Regions from separate parts of the Mus musculus genome. Here region 1 is linked to region 2. Evidence: chromatin contacts called from public promoter capture Hi-C data. All regions are on one chromosome and are shown on one strand. The core of a region is the stretch at or near the end of the contact, and the rest is flanking DNA. Distances in the headings are between cores, read along the strand shown. Region 1 holds the start of Grid2 (glutamate receptor, ionotropic, delta 2). Region 2 holds the start of Ccser1 (coiled-coil serine rich 1).

Region 1 (6,434 bases), core at 2,404-4,903, 2.1 Mb before region 2:
ATACATGCAACTAATACATGTCTCTAAAATATGCTTACCAGAAAATTCAAGCAATTATAATGTTATGTATTTTGAGTAGAAAATATATTTTTACCTCAATCATTGTGGTTCAACCATTAAAATGTATGTCATGATGATAATAAACTAATTTATTTGACAAAATATTAAAACTTAATATGCAATTTTCCCTATTAAACTACCTACATGAAGTAAACCAGAGAGACAAGAAATTCATACACATACCATGTTCAATTTCAAAAAACTCCAGTATTTACTAGAACTTACTAGAGCAATGTCTGTCTGACTTTTTACCTTTCCAGTATGCCTGAACAATCTATCACAACCACTTTCAATTCTGCATGTATCTTTATATTTCTTTACATGAAATATGCCTGGCCAGTGGGGTCATTTTCAACCCTTTAGGCTGGAGCTAATGCATTCCCCATGTTCGTATTTCTTACATTTCATCTAAAAAACACCTAAAAAATTCCTTTTCCTCACCAACAAAGTAAGCAAGCTGACCCAGTGCATGCTAACTGCTGGCATACAAGTCTAATACAGATGTACCAGCTTTGAATGTATCATACTTTTGCTAAATATTCAGGAAAGGGGGCATTTAACCTCTGAGGTACACAGAACATAGCCAATTTTCAGTACATTATAAGAGGTATGAAGCTTTTAAAACCCTGTTAGCTTCACTGCAATATTAGGGTAGTCTATAAAAGAAGCCAATTCCCTTGTCTAATGCATTAACTTCATTCAAGCCAAATTAATTGAGAAAGAGGTGTTTCTTTTAGTTGGCTGTACACTGTTGATGCGCACAGCTAGATTTCTGCCTAATTGCTGTACAGTTACTTTTTAAGAATCTAGTTATAAACAAGTAAGCCCTGTCACTTTGAGAGACAACAGTTGGCAATATATGATAGTTATTTTCTATTCTGAACCAGATGCCTGGAGTGCCCTGTAAAATAGTATTCCTCTCGTGAAGAATAAGAAGATTTATACATGTTTGTAAATTATGTACTTAACATGTGGAGCACAGAATAAGCAATAAAACAAACACTTATCTACAAGTACCCCCGTGGGGGGAGTGGCAAACATAAGTGAGAAACCCCCAGTCATCAAATGAATATAAAGAAAGGCATAGCAATCCCACCCCCGGTCCTGCTCTACTCACTTACAACTGGACATAAATTCATGTCATGTCTTTACGAAAAGCATGGTTCATTTCCAAACTCTTATCAGAGCGTTACTGAACCCTTCAATGAGATTTCTTCCTGAAAAGTTCTGAACCTACAGGCACTGTAAGCCCCAGGCAAAACGGGATCCAGAAGGCCAGCTATGTAATGCTTCATTTTCTTAATGCACAAGGGCAAGGCTTTCTGAATTGTGACCTCATTACCCCTTGCACAGAGACATATAGTCCCATTGAAATAAATGATAGAGAATGGCAGACATGTTTACAAAGACAGCCTATAATACCAAAAGAGGGAGCCCCCTGGAGCTGAAGATCTGTCCACCACAGGCACAAACACACCAGACAGAAGCCCCTTGCTTGGAAGTAACTACCACCTGCAGCTGCTTCACCTGCCACGTGTGTGTGTGTGTGTGTGTGTGTGTGTGTGTGTGTGTACGCGCGCGCGCGCGCGCCACGGTAGAAGGGCAAAGAAGCTGTGACCCATCTGTCGCCAGGATTTGCAGAACAGGAAACCATTTGTACTGATAAAACTCCTGTACCCAAAAAAGAAAAAAAAAAAAAATCCTCCAGAGGGGCCTCACTGCAGCCCAGCAAATGAACCTTGCTTGCCCAGGGGGCGAATTGCCGAAAAGGAAATCATCACATTAACGCGGAAAAAAAAAAAAAAAAAAAAAGGCTGCAAAAGCCAGTCTCCACTTAGCTCTCAGGGATTAGCAAGTGAGAAGAGTTGGAGCCCTCGCTGCGGGCACCCTGCATGATAATGACTCGAGCCCCGCCGCTCCAGCCACGTTGCCCGGACGCTCGGCTCGCCAATAGGTGGGGCCAGGAGCCTGGCGACCCGCGGGGCCTCGGGGCGCCCGGACTCAGCTCGCCCGGGAGCAGCTCTGGAGATGGCTGTCAGAGGCCACCGTGTCTGTGCCGGGCACCGGAGCGGCCTGCGCCGGCATTGGCGTCTCCCACGCCCCGGACTGGGAGCGAGTGCCCCGCCATCCTCTCCAGCCTCCGAGTCGCGGGAACCGCAGAGGACGGCGAGCTTGGGAGTCCGCATCGATCGCCGCAGCGGACTCGGCCGCTCAGGATGCAAAACCACCTGTTCGAGCCGCGGGGAGCGCCCCCGGCCCCAGCCCGCATCTCTCCCCCGCGGATGCCACTGCCAGCCTTACCCCCTATGATTTTTTTTTAATGGCTCAAATGTACATCCGGGAAAAATCGAGAAGATAGAGTCAATCAAACTTCCTTCTCCCCACACCCGGAGTCCCCACACTCCCCACACTCCTGCGCGGAGGCAGGCGTGAGCCTCTAGTGCCCGGCCCGCACTCCACACACGGCCTCACTCCGCGCCGCGAGGCTCAGTCACTGCTTAGGGAAAGCTGAGCCCGTGAGAGCGCGGGCACCGAGGGGAGCGAACCTAGGCCACTCTGGCAGCAGCCGGAGGCTCGAGGGGGTGGGGAAGCAGAGATCACAGCCAAGGAAACGTTAGGGAAAGTCGCCACAAGCCACAGAAGCCCTGTCTTACCGATGTGGATGATAGAATCAGCGGTCGCCAGGTCCCAGGTTCGAGACCAACAGAAGGACAGAAACAAGAGCAAGGGGAAAACTTCCATCCTCCGATGCCGATCCTCCTTGACCACGACTTTGCTTCCAAGACGTAGATATTCTCTTAAGCGGTCCACAGAGTTTGAGGTCAGGATAGAGTTGAGTGCAGCTTTCCCCCTAATTTCCAAATCCCTCTTTACAGCACAATCTTTTCTGGTCACAGAAGAGGCACGGGCGACCCGAGAGCTAGCACAGCCAGAGGCAGCCTCCTCCCAAGCCCTGTCACTCGGAGGGGAATTTTGGCATTGCCAGAGTTGTTTGCAGTTGGGCTTTTTAAAAAATGTATCCAGCCTTGGCTGCTCTCGGACGGGGGGCGAGGCTGGCGCTCAGACGGTGGCCGTGGCCGCACGGGGGCCGCGGTGGCGGGTCCCAGCTCCGCCGCAACTTGGGCACCCCCGCGCCGGATGTGCCCGCGCCCTCCCCCGCCGCCGAGCCCCTCCACCCGGGGCCGTGCGCGGTCGTGGCGCCTCGCGGCCAGCTCTCAGTGCCACCAGCGAGGATGAAGATGCGATCGGAGTCGCCAGATTCCAGCGGGGAGGGGGAGGTCCGCTTCGGGAGGGGTGGCAAAAGTGAACTTGAAGGTAATGCAGCTAGTAATGCAGAGAATACTCCCCTTCGGCGCGAGACGGGCCCCGGAGCTGGCGCGGCGGGCGCGGTGGCGGGGGAGTCCGGCGGGAGCGAGCAGCGGGCCAGGCCGGCGCGCGGAGCCGCGGCTGCAGGATGCTCCCGAGCCGCTCGCCTGGCGGGATGCGGGAAGCCAACAGCAGCCTGGCAAGCTCCGCTGCAGCCCCACGTTGCCTAGAAATGGATCACCTAGGAGAAGCGAGTCCGCAAGAGAGCGGTGCTGTCAGGCGGAGAGGGGAACCGAGAGAGGAAGAGCTTCTAATAACCACCTCCTCCCCCTATCTGCAATACAAGGGAGAAACAAAACCGCGCTCTCAATTCCCTGGGAATCTTCACCCGGACTGAGAAAGGCAGGACTCAAAGAGAAGGCAGTGAAGTCCCCCACCTGCCTTGACGGTTTTTTTTTTTTTTTTGGATGTTTTTGTTTTTCCCCGTAGGTTATAAAAACAACCTAAAAAGCCACCCCACTTATTTAACCTTGCTATCCCCCAACAGGTACCGGACTTTTTTCTAGGCGTCGTCTGGAATTAGTCACATTGGCTAAGAACAAATTAGGGACACCTAGTCACTTAGGGAAAAGAAGACCTAGAAAGCTTTTAATGAGATTTCAATTATAAAGTTATAAAAAGCGGAGAACGTGCTAATTACCTTTAAACAGTGGGTTGCTCCCCCCCCCCCCCTTTCGGTCTCTGGTGTTTTTAAGGCAATCAAAATGCAGAAAGAATTTTGATATACTGTTAGAAAACAGACAGTCTTGACATTCAAATATATATCTAAAAATGTTAAGGACAATAAAACAAAACAAACAAAACAGCCTCAGTCGTCAAAATCCTGCATTAAGTTAATCACCTGTGCAGTTAAGTAGCCACAGGGAAGCTACTTGCTGTTCTTGGGGAGCCTGCAGATGCACTGTAAGGTAAGGTCCCGGCCTTAAAAGAAGGGATTTTGTGCAAGCTTTACCCCTGCTCTTGGTGACTTCTAATGACTAGTTTATATCCTTCCATCTTATTGCAGAAGGGGGTTCTGTTAACTCAATCAAGTGTGTAACTGAGGTCAGCTATTAACAGCTCTGATACTGTTTCAATTACAAACGTAGTCCACTGGCTGGGAAACTTGTTACCTGGGGGATGGATATCAGAACCCAAGTTCATTGTGAATCTGGCTAAGATCTTTTGTTCCTGTTTCCTCACTGACCCCTTTTCTACTATCTTGATGATTTGACTTAGTTGCCTATTCTCGCGTCTGAAATATCCTAACTTTCCTTCATTTTGTAAATTCCATCCCTGGACGTTCGAGAAAATGTTTTGTTCTTTTGCTGCTCACATCAACAGTATCTCATGGATTACAATAAAGTCATTCAAGTCCCTCAGCACCTCAAGAGCAGAAACCTGTCACTCATGAAACACTGCCCGACCCTTGAGTATGAAATAATCCCACCCATCTCCTAGGCTCTCAATGCAGTCTTCCATGGAGTCTAAAAGAAACACTACTTTAAAATGAGCTCACCAATGTCTTCACTGATGGTTGGGACTTATACACATGTTTTGGATAACATTGATTTGCACAGAGCCCCAGTTGTTGAATTTCAATTCTTCTGAATCTAGAACAAACCAGTACTTCCAGGAAGCCATCACTGACTGCACTTCCCAATCACTTTTCATCATCTGTTCATTTCCCCACCATGAATTCAATACGGATGATCTTCATGTTATTATTGATGTCATCTACTATTCAGAGTATTTTGATGCACTTCCATAAATGTTGATACAGATGATGAATTTTTAAAAACGGGTGTATGTCCACACAGGACTATGGTTCATTTTAAAAGCTAGTGACTCACTGTGTGTTCTATCAGGAGAAATTGGGAAGTCATCATTTAAGATGGACACAGCAATATCATATCTTAGAAGAAGATTGATAGCTGAAACCTTCGAACAAAATTGTGTCATCCCATCCTAACCTTATTCAGTGCTGTTCTTAGAGATAACTAGTAACTAAATATATTTGTGGTCATATAATCTACTAGAAACTTCTTTTAATGTACCGTAAACAAAATATTGCATTTGTTCCAAAATCCTCCATTTAGTAGTTTCCTATCATAAACACACTATAGAATAATCAGGTGCCTTTATGTACCTTCTGTTTCTGTGACAAAACATTGACTAAACCAAACCAACTTGAACAGAAAAAGCAGGTTTATTTGGCTTATAATTCCATGTCTTTAACTCTCTGTCATTGAGGAAAGCCAGGACAGTAAGTCAATCAACAACCTGGAGGCAATAGAATAATGCTGCTTACTGGCTTCCTACTCACAGATTTCTGGGTCTGCTCTCTTAATCAACCCAGAGCTACCCACTTGCCTAAAGTGGCAAGCTAGACAGAGGGTTGAACCCTTACATGTCAGCTATAAATTAAGAAAATGCTATATTGGCATGCTCAACAGACCAATCTGGAGGCACTTTCTCAATTGAGATTCTCTCTTCCCAGGTGACTCTAGTTTGTGTCAAAGAAACAAGAACTAAACAAGAACACCTGTGCTTCTTTGCAAAGGGCTTGTGTAAGTATAATTAAGTCAAAAACTCCAAAGCTTAGCATTTATAACCAACCCACTTCTGTAAGTGCCCCTAAGAGGTAGTCATAGTTCAGAACCACTATTCTAATACTTGGGCATCTAAAGAAATTTGGGTGACACATCCTGAAACACGCCAAGATATAATGATCAACCCCTGTCAATTAAAACAGGTACTCAAACATGGGTTGAAGCTTTCCAAGCAAGAAAAGCAAGAAACGTAGTAACACCATCAGCCTACTGGTTTCAATTTAGGAACAGCAGCCTTTTCTGTGTCCAAGTAATTCCTATGCACACTGAGCCCTAATTAATTGGCTTTGTATTAATATCAATTCATACACTATAATATGAATGTACAGCTATTTTTTAGAAAACTGGATATGATAGTTACCTAGAAATAAAGATTTACCATGTACAAAATGGATGTTGAATACCAAGTGTAAAAAT
Region 2 (6,159 bases), core at 1,109-3,608:
TAAGTATTCACCTCAGATTCCTTCAAACTGCCCATGTGTTCCTGAAGAGTAGAGTATATAGAAAGAAGTCCCTGTGTGTCTCAAAACTGTCTAGACATCCCACTACTCAAGACAGGCCTTTACTATGAGTATTATGATGAACAATAAAGTATGATAGAAAAGCAAATTACTACTGTAAGGTCATAAATGTTTCATTTTCTACTTCTGGAATTTAATGTCAACTAACATAGTACTAGAAAAAACTTTAAAATAAGAAACAATAACCAATTCCAATGACATTAAGAATATTCCATAAATATGACTTCCAGTATCACAGTAATGGAACTATATCTATGTGGTGTGGTCAGAGTCCCACAAGACACTCCAGCATTGCAAATGCACATTGAACTAGCAGTAATTCATAGACAATAGATGGTGATAGATAGATAATATATACATGTATCTATATATGTTCATATATGCATATGTAATCAAACTCTTAACTCTATTCAAATGAACGAACTGGTAGGGAAAGCTCTTTAACCTGGGGCTTACCACACATACATTTTTTTTTAAATCAAAACAGTTCTGGTCAGTCTCTTTAATTAAATGAGGTGAAGACAAATCACTCTAATAATAGGTTGATGCTTTGTGTGTGTGTGTGTGTGTGTGTGTGTGTGTGTGAGTGAGTGAGAGAGAGAGAGAGAGAGAGAGAGAGAGAGAGAGACTACCAAAGGTGCAGTCATATGTAATATGGAATTTCAGTCTGATTTTTAAAACAAAAAAATTATATATGGCAGTCTCAAGGAGAATTCAGCTTAAAATTAATTGAAGCAATGTTCCACTGTCACAGTCCAGTCAGCAGTTATATAGAAACACAGTTTGCTTCTTCAAAGGACATAATAAATTTGCTAAGGTACTCTGGTAGACACTGACCCAACTTACATCTAAGCTTCAAATTATGACCCTGTAATTGGCACTTGTTTAAAGAAAGCACAAAGGGAAACCAAAACAAACTAATTATTCTATAGCCTAGATGAAGAGTACTCTAGGTTGTCCCCAGTAACTAGATTTAAAGAGTCGGTGTCGACATAAACTCACATAGCAACATTCTCCCAGGGGCTTTGAATAACATCTCTTCGTGTAAAATAGGTGAACATTCTTTGAACAGCCCTCATGGGAAGGGAAGAATGGAGGGTGTGTGTTTCATTTCAGAAGAAAAGTGCTCAACTGCAATGGTTTGACCAGTGAAAGCTGCTGAAAGCAAGCAGGTTTTCTGTCCTGTGGTCTTAGTGGGGACCTGAAGAGGTAGCAGGAACAGACAGCTAGGACTCTCAGAAATGGCAGAGCAGGGGTTCATGACCTCCAAGAAGCACTTCTACCTGTACACACCGGAGTCTACTTCAGACTTCCTTCTTTCGTTTTACAGAGCAGGTTCCAGAAGGGGGGAAAAAAAAAGCAGAATTGCAGAATTGCTTCCAGTTCCAAGCAGGAGGGGCTCAGCGTACACAGAAGGGAACCCCACAACTCTGCCATAAATAGCCTTTCTTCTCACTCGGGATACTAGCCCCTTTGCATCAGCAAGGCACAGCCTCCTCTCAGAAGCACCATTCACAAATCCCTCGGTCGCCCCTTCGCGCACGCTCCCTAGGCGCTGGCACCGTGTGCGCGAGTCCCTAAGATTCAAGCCCAAAGGTGAGGGGCCTGACAGCCACCTGCTGTCAGCGCGGGGTTCACTTTCCGGCCGGGTGACCCGGCGCGAGAACACACGCAGGAGCACCCCACGCCCGCATCCCGCGATCCCGGGGTGCGCCACAAAGCAATCCGTCCACTCTACGTGGCGGGCTCCGGAGGCAGGGGCGGTCGGCGTGGAGCTCCCGCCTGCCCCACCGCACCGCCCCCGCCCCCGCTCCGCAACCGGAGCTCGCGCCAACTCTGCGACCGAGACCCCCGGATTGCAGGAGCGGGCCACGCCGCGCAGTGCCCACGCCCGCCAGGCGAGTCCCCCCCAACCCCCCGCTGGGCCGACGGCCGAGCCGGGGAGAGTCACCTGGTCGCGCTCAGTCCAGGCCCCACGCGAGTCCTCTGCACCGCGTCGCTACCTTGGAGCTGCGGGCTGGTCCCGACGCGGCGTCCACTCCGGCTCGGCCGCTGTCTTCAGCACTCCTCCTGCCGCTCCCGCCTGCGCCACCGCGGCTGCTCCGCCAGAGCTTCGCAGTCAGTCATTCTGAGCGAGGATGGGAGCGGGCGGGGCGCGCGGCGGCCGCGGGTGGGCGGCGGTGTGCGCAGCGGGGCCGCGGGGCGGCTGCAGCGAGCGCCTCCCGGGCAGGCCGCGCTCCCGGCGGCAGGAGGCGGCGCCGCGGCCTCGGAGCGGGTGACAGTGTCGGGCCGGGCGGGGGCAGCCCGAGGGCGGCGTCGGCCAACCGCGTCGCTGGCTTCCGCGCACGCAGCCTGGCGCGGCGACACGCGCACACCCGCGGCCGAATCGGGGGAGGGAGCGGAGCCCGCCGAGCGCCAGATCCCCGCGCCCTGCGAGTCGCCAGGGCAGTAAGGGGCACGCGCGGTGGGACGCTGAAGAATGGGACAGCGCTGCGCCTGGGCTCTCTGTGACAGAGATATTGTCTTTCCCTTCCTGGAGATAGGAGTTATTGCAGTATTCTGTCTGGGTCTTTCCGTGTCATCCGCCCCACGATCGTCTTGACAACTCTGTAGCTAACAAGGTAACAAGGACCCGGCCTCCTTCCCTTTAAACAGGTCACGCCTCCCAGTAACCGTTTGTGGCAGTGATTGTAAGAATGGAAACCTTGGGATTGGCTGGGAGTGGACTCCTCTGCCTACTCTTGCGGTCCTCAGTAGCAACCCAGAGTCCGGAACCAGCTTGACACCATTAGACTGGTGACCTCTTGAAGAAAATGTATCTCTTCAGAGATGGAAATATTTCTGATGCTTGGTGCAGTTGTTTACCTAATTCATTTTCCTGTGATCCTGTCTCCCCTTGCACTGCATCATTTCCTTTAAGGTTGTACTGGGACCTGAACAATTTCCCATTCGTCCTCTTCTTCATCCCCATTCCTTCTATTTATGCCTTTAGCAGACAATACAACACATGGAAACCATTTAACTCTCGCAGAAACATTTAACCCATTCTGCTAGAATATAGGACCATTTCGAGGTACATAATATGTTCCTAAGGTCATACATTAGAGTTCTTACTGGCACATTTTAGAAGCTTCTTTCTCAAAGTTTAAGTTCTTCATGCCTGGTGTACTACTTTGTTTGGAAGCAGCCAGCATGCGTGCGAAAGTCTAACAGCCTACGCTCCAAGTACGTGTGCATATTTGTATGCATCTTCTGGTTAATCTGTCTGACTCCTGCGAAGTGGCTGTGGAGGTCGGATGTACAAGAAGTATACCTTTTGAATGAATATGATTATGATTGTTATATGTTCTTCTGTGAGAGTATCTCTGCTATATGTTTTATTATTATTATTTATTATTATATAACAAAGCAAGACACTCAGAAGGGGAGGTGTTTGCAAAGTTGATGCTGCATTTTTCTTCTTGTGTGGGTTATGGCAAGTGCATATTTAGCATTCGTCAACATGCACGTGTGAGGATTTGTGTTTCTTTGATGTCTGTGTTCATATGTGTGGCTGAAAATATGTGCATTTCATACCTCTCTGTGCGTACTCTCTGCCCACCTTGTTGAAACCTGATGCCTTCAGTTCTAGGTACTCAGGCTAGAGCACATAGAAGTTTCAAGGGATTCTCTGTGGTGAAAGGCCCAGGGTTATGTGTGTTATCACACCCATGGGGAGGGGGAGTGTCCTGGAGGTCCCCAGGTCAGTATAGGGTCAGTACAGGTCCTCACCCTTGCGCAACCAGCACCAGCCACTGAGCCATCTTCCCAGCCTCAAGCCTTTTAATTTACCTTTCTCCAGTAAATGTTGCCATACCCAACTCTCCCATGGCTCCTGCAATGAGTCTGTTAAGAGTTGTTCGGACATATCAAGACGCATAAAGAAAGGACACAGCCAGGATGTTCACACTGCTTCCTGTCCTTCCTCAGAGCTTTAGACAATTGTTAATAGGCTGACCTAAAACCCTCTCCAATGCCACGTCTCTTTTCTTTCACGGTGTAAGAGAGCCTTACAACCTGATCACTTTTAGGAATGGGCAAGGACTTTTAAAAAAAAAATCTGAAAATACTCGAAGCCATGGATGGAAAAGTTACGAAAGTTTGCACCACAGTCTTCAGTAGGAGAAATCTGTGGTTACTGCAAAAGGCAATTTTGAAAAGAAGTTATTTCTAAACATTTTCAGCTCATGAGTTACAAGCTGTAAAGAGACATTTTTAAAAGTTCTGTTCATTTTTTGAAGGACAGTGCTTGATGATGCTGGCTAGGTTCTGACCATTTAGTGGACTTGGTACTGTTTATTTCATTATGGTCAGTAGTCATTATTACTCTATAATACATACTTCAAAATTATAGGAGATATTCCAGGGCATTTTGGTAACCACAACTGACAGCAGTTTTCACACTCACAAATTGCATTCCTAATTGGTGAGAACCATGGCAATCTGTCAGTTGTTGTTTTCATTAAGACACAAAAGCTAACATTTCCTTATTTTATGAAATTTTCCCAAATAAAGATTTGAATTCATATGCACTGGACTAAAAAACAAATGGAATATGTGCCCGAAAACAGACTTCTGAAAAGTGGATTCATTTTCATTATTTTTTATTTTTCTTAAAAAAACAAAAAACAAAAAACCCCTCCATGCTAGAAGCCTCGTTTATGAATTCTAATGGACACTTGAGGAAGTTAGTAAATGAATTATTCTCTTTTAAGATTGCTTCATCTTTCAAGTGGAATTTCCCAGTTGCAGTGCGTTCAACGCGATAATTTTTGTTGTGATAGAAAAACAGAAAGTTAATGACTCCTTCCAGTTTGTTCCTTTTCATCTCTTATGTGCGTGCTGCTGTTAGGTTCCCAAGTGTATCTAACTGGCACGTTGAATGAAGATTTGGCATCGCAGCCTTTGATGAAAGCAGAAAAATTAGGTTGCCAGTTACATATGTGCTCCTTATGTGCACTGCATTCCCACCAGTAATGAGCCAAATTAGGCATTCCTAAGTAGCACCGCTAAAACCTAGAAGTGGGGTTCAGAAAAGATAATAGAGGTTTTTTTTTCTTTCTTTCCTACCCAGTTACTAGCTATAAAATAATTTAGAAACTGAATTAACTTTTCTATATTTACAAAACTATGTAGATAAAGAACTGGTGACATGGGTGAGTAGCCAAATGCTCTCTACCTGGCGTAAGAGTTTGAGTTTCATCCCCATCATCCCCATAAAAGCCAGGAACAGACAGCAATGCACACCTGTAATCCTGCTGCTGAAGAGGGAAAGACAAAAGGACCTTAGGGCTTGCTGGTCAGCCTGTCTAGGGAAATCTTTGAGCTGTGGTTCAGTAAGGGACCCTGTCTCAAAAAAAAAAAATGGTGAAAAGTGAATGAGGGAGACACCTAGTATTAACCTCTGGCCTCCACATGCACACAGACACATGCACACCCCAAAATTTAAAGAATTTTGCATCTCTTTCTTTAATCTTTCCTAGGTGTTGCTCTTTATGATGGCTGCTATCCCGTGAAAGCTGCCAATGGGTAACTGAGGAGAAGAGAAGCAATTCATGCCGAGCAGGACTGGATGAGAAATTGGATCAAGATTGACTCAGCTGCAATTCTGGGTCCAGAAAACACCAAATATGTAGTCTTGATGTGGAAGCACATTGATTGTGATAATCATCCAGATAATAAGGCACAGAAGACAAGAAAAATTATTTTTTTCCTAAGCATACTTGTGATAACTCTTGCTTAGTAATGTGTGTGTATATGTGAAAAGGCAGAGAAAAGGGAAGAGAGACAGGAAGAGAGAGGGGGAGGTAATTACCATGTTTGATTAATTTAGTTTATCTGATCACAATATTTTTTTTAATTTACCAAATTAGTGAGTTAATCTTTTAATGTTATCTATTTCCAAAAAACTGGGCTTTGAGTTTCCTATTGTATATGGTCCTAGCACCTACATAGTAATACATATTTCATTCAAACAGACAGTTGTTGACACACTGAAAAGCATCATCTAAATTATCCCTAAGAACAGTATCTTGATAAAAT

Evidence for each region. Promoter capture Hi-C pulls out the DNA fragments that hold promoters and counts their contacts.
Region 1: a promoter capture Hi-C map of hippocampal neurons shows a contact between it and region 2, with 8 times the contacts expected there. The contact joins the promoter of Grid2 here to the promoter of Ccser1 in region 2. A contact is called at or near these places in 2 of 39 promoter capture datasets (cranial neural crest and hippocampal neurons), 1 of 484 Hi-C or Micro-C datasets (cerebellum) and 1 of 115 datasets of contacts at active chromatin or transcription factors (astrocytes).

Annotation. Positions count from the first base shown.
Region 1 is chr6:63,253,225-63,259,658 of GRCm38.p6, reverse strand. Grid2 (glutamate receptor, ionotropic, delta 2) reads right to left here and starts at 3,653. Exons shown (of 16, transcript NM_008167.3): 1 at 2,715-3,653. The coding sequence starts at 2,802.
Region 2 is chr6:61,176,524-61,182,682 of GRCm38.p6, reverse strand. Ccser1 (coiled-coil serine rich 1) reads right to left here and starts at 2,358. Exons shown (of 11, transcript NM_183310.2): 1 at 2,030-2,358. It overlaps A730020E08Rik (RIKEN cDNA A730020E08 gene), which reads left to right and starts at 1,873. Exons shown (of 3, transcript NR_040287.1): 1 at 1,873-1,976; 2 at 2,622-2,699; 3 at 5,601-6,159.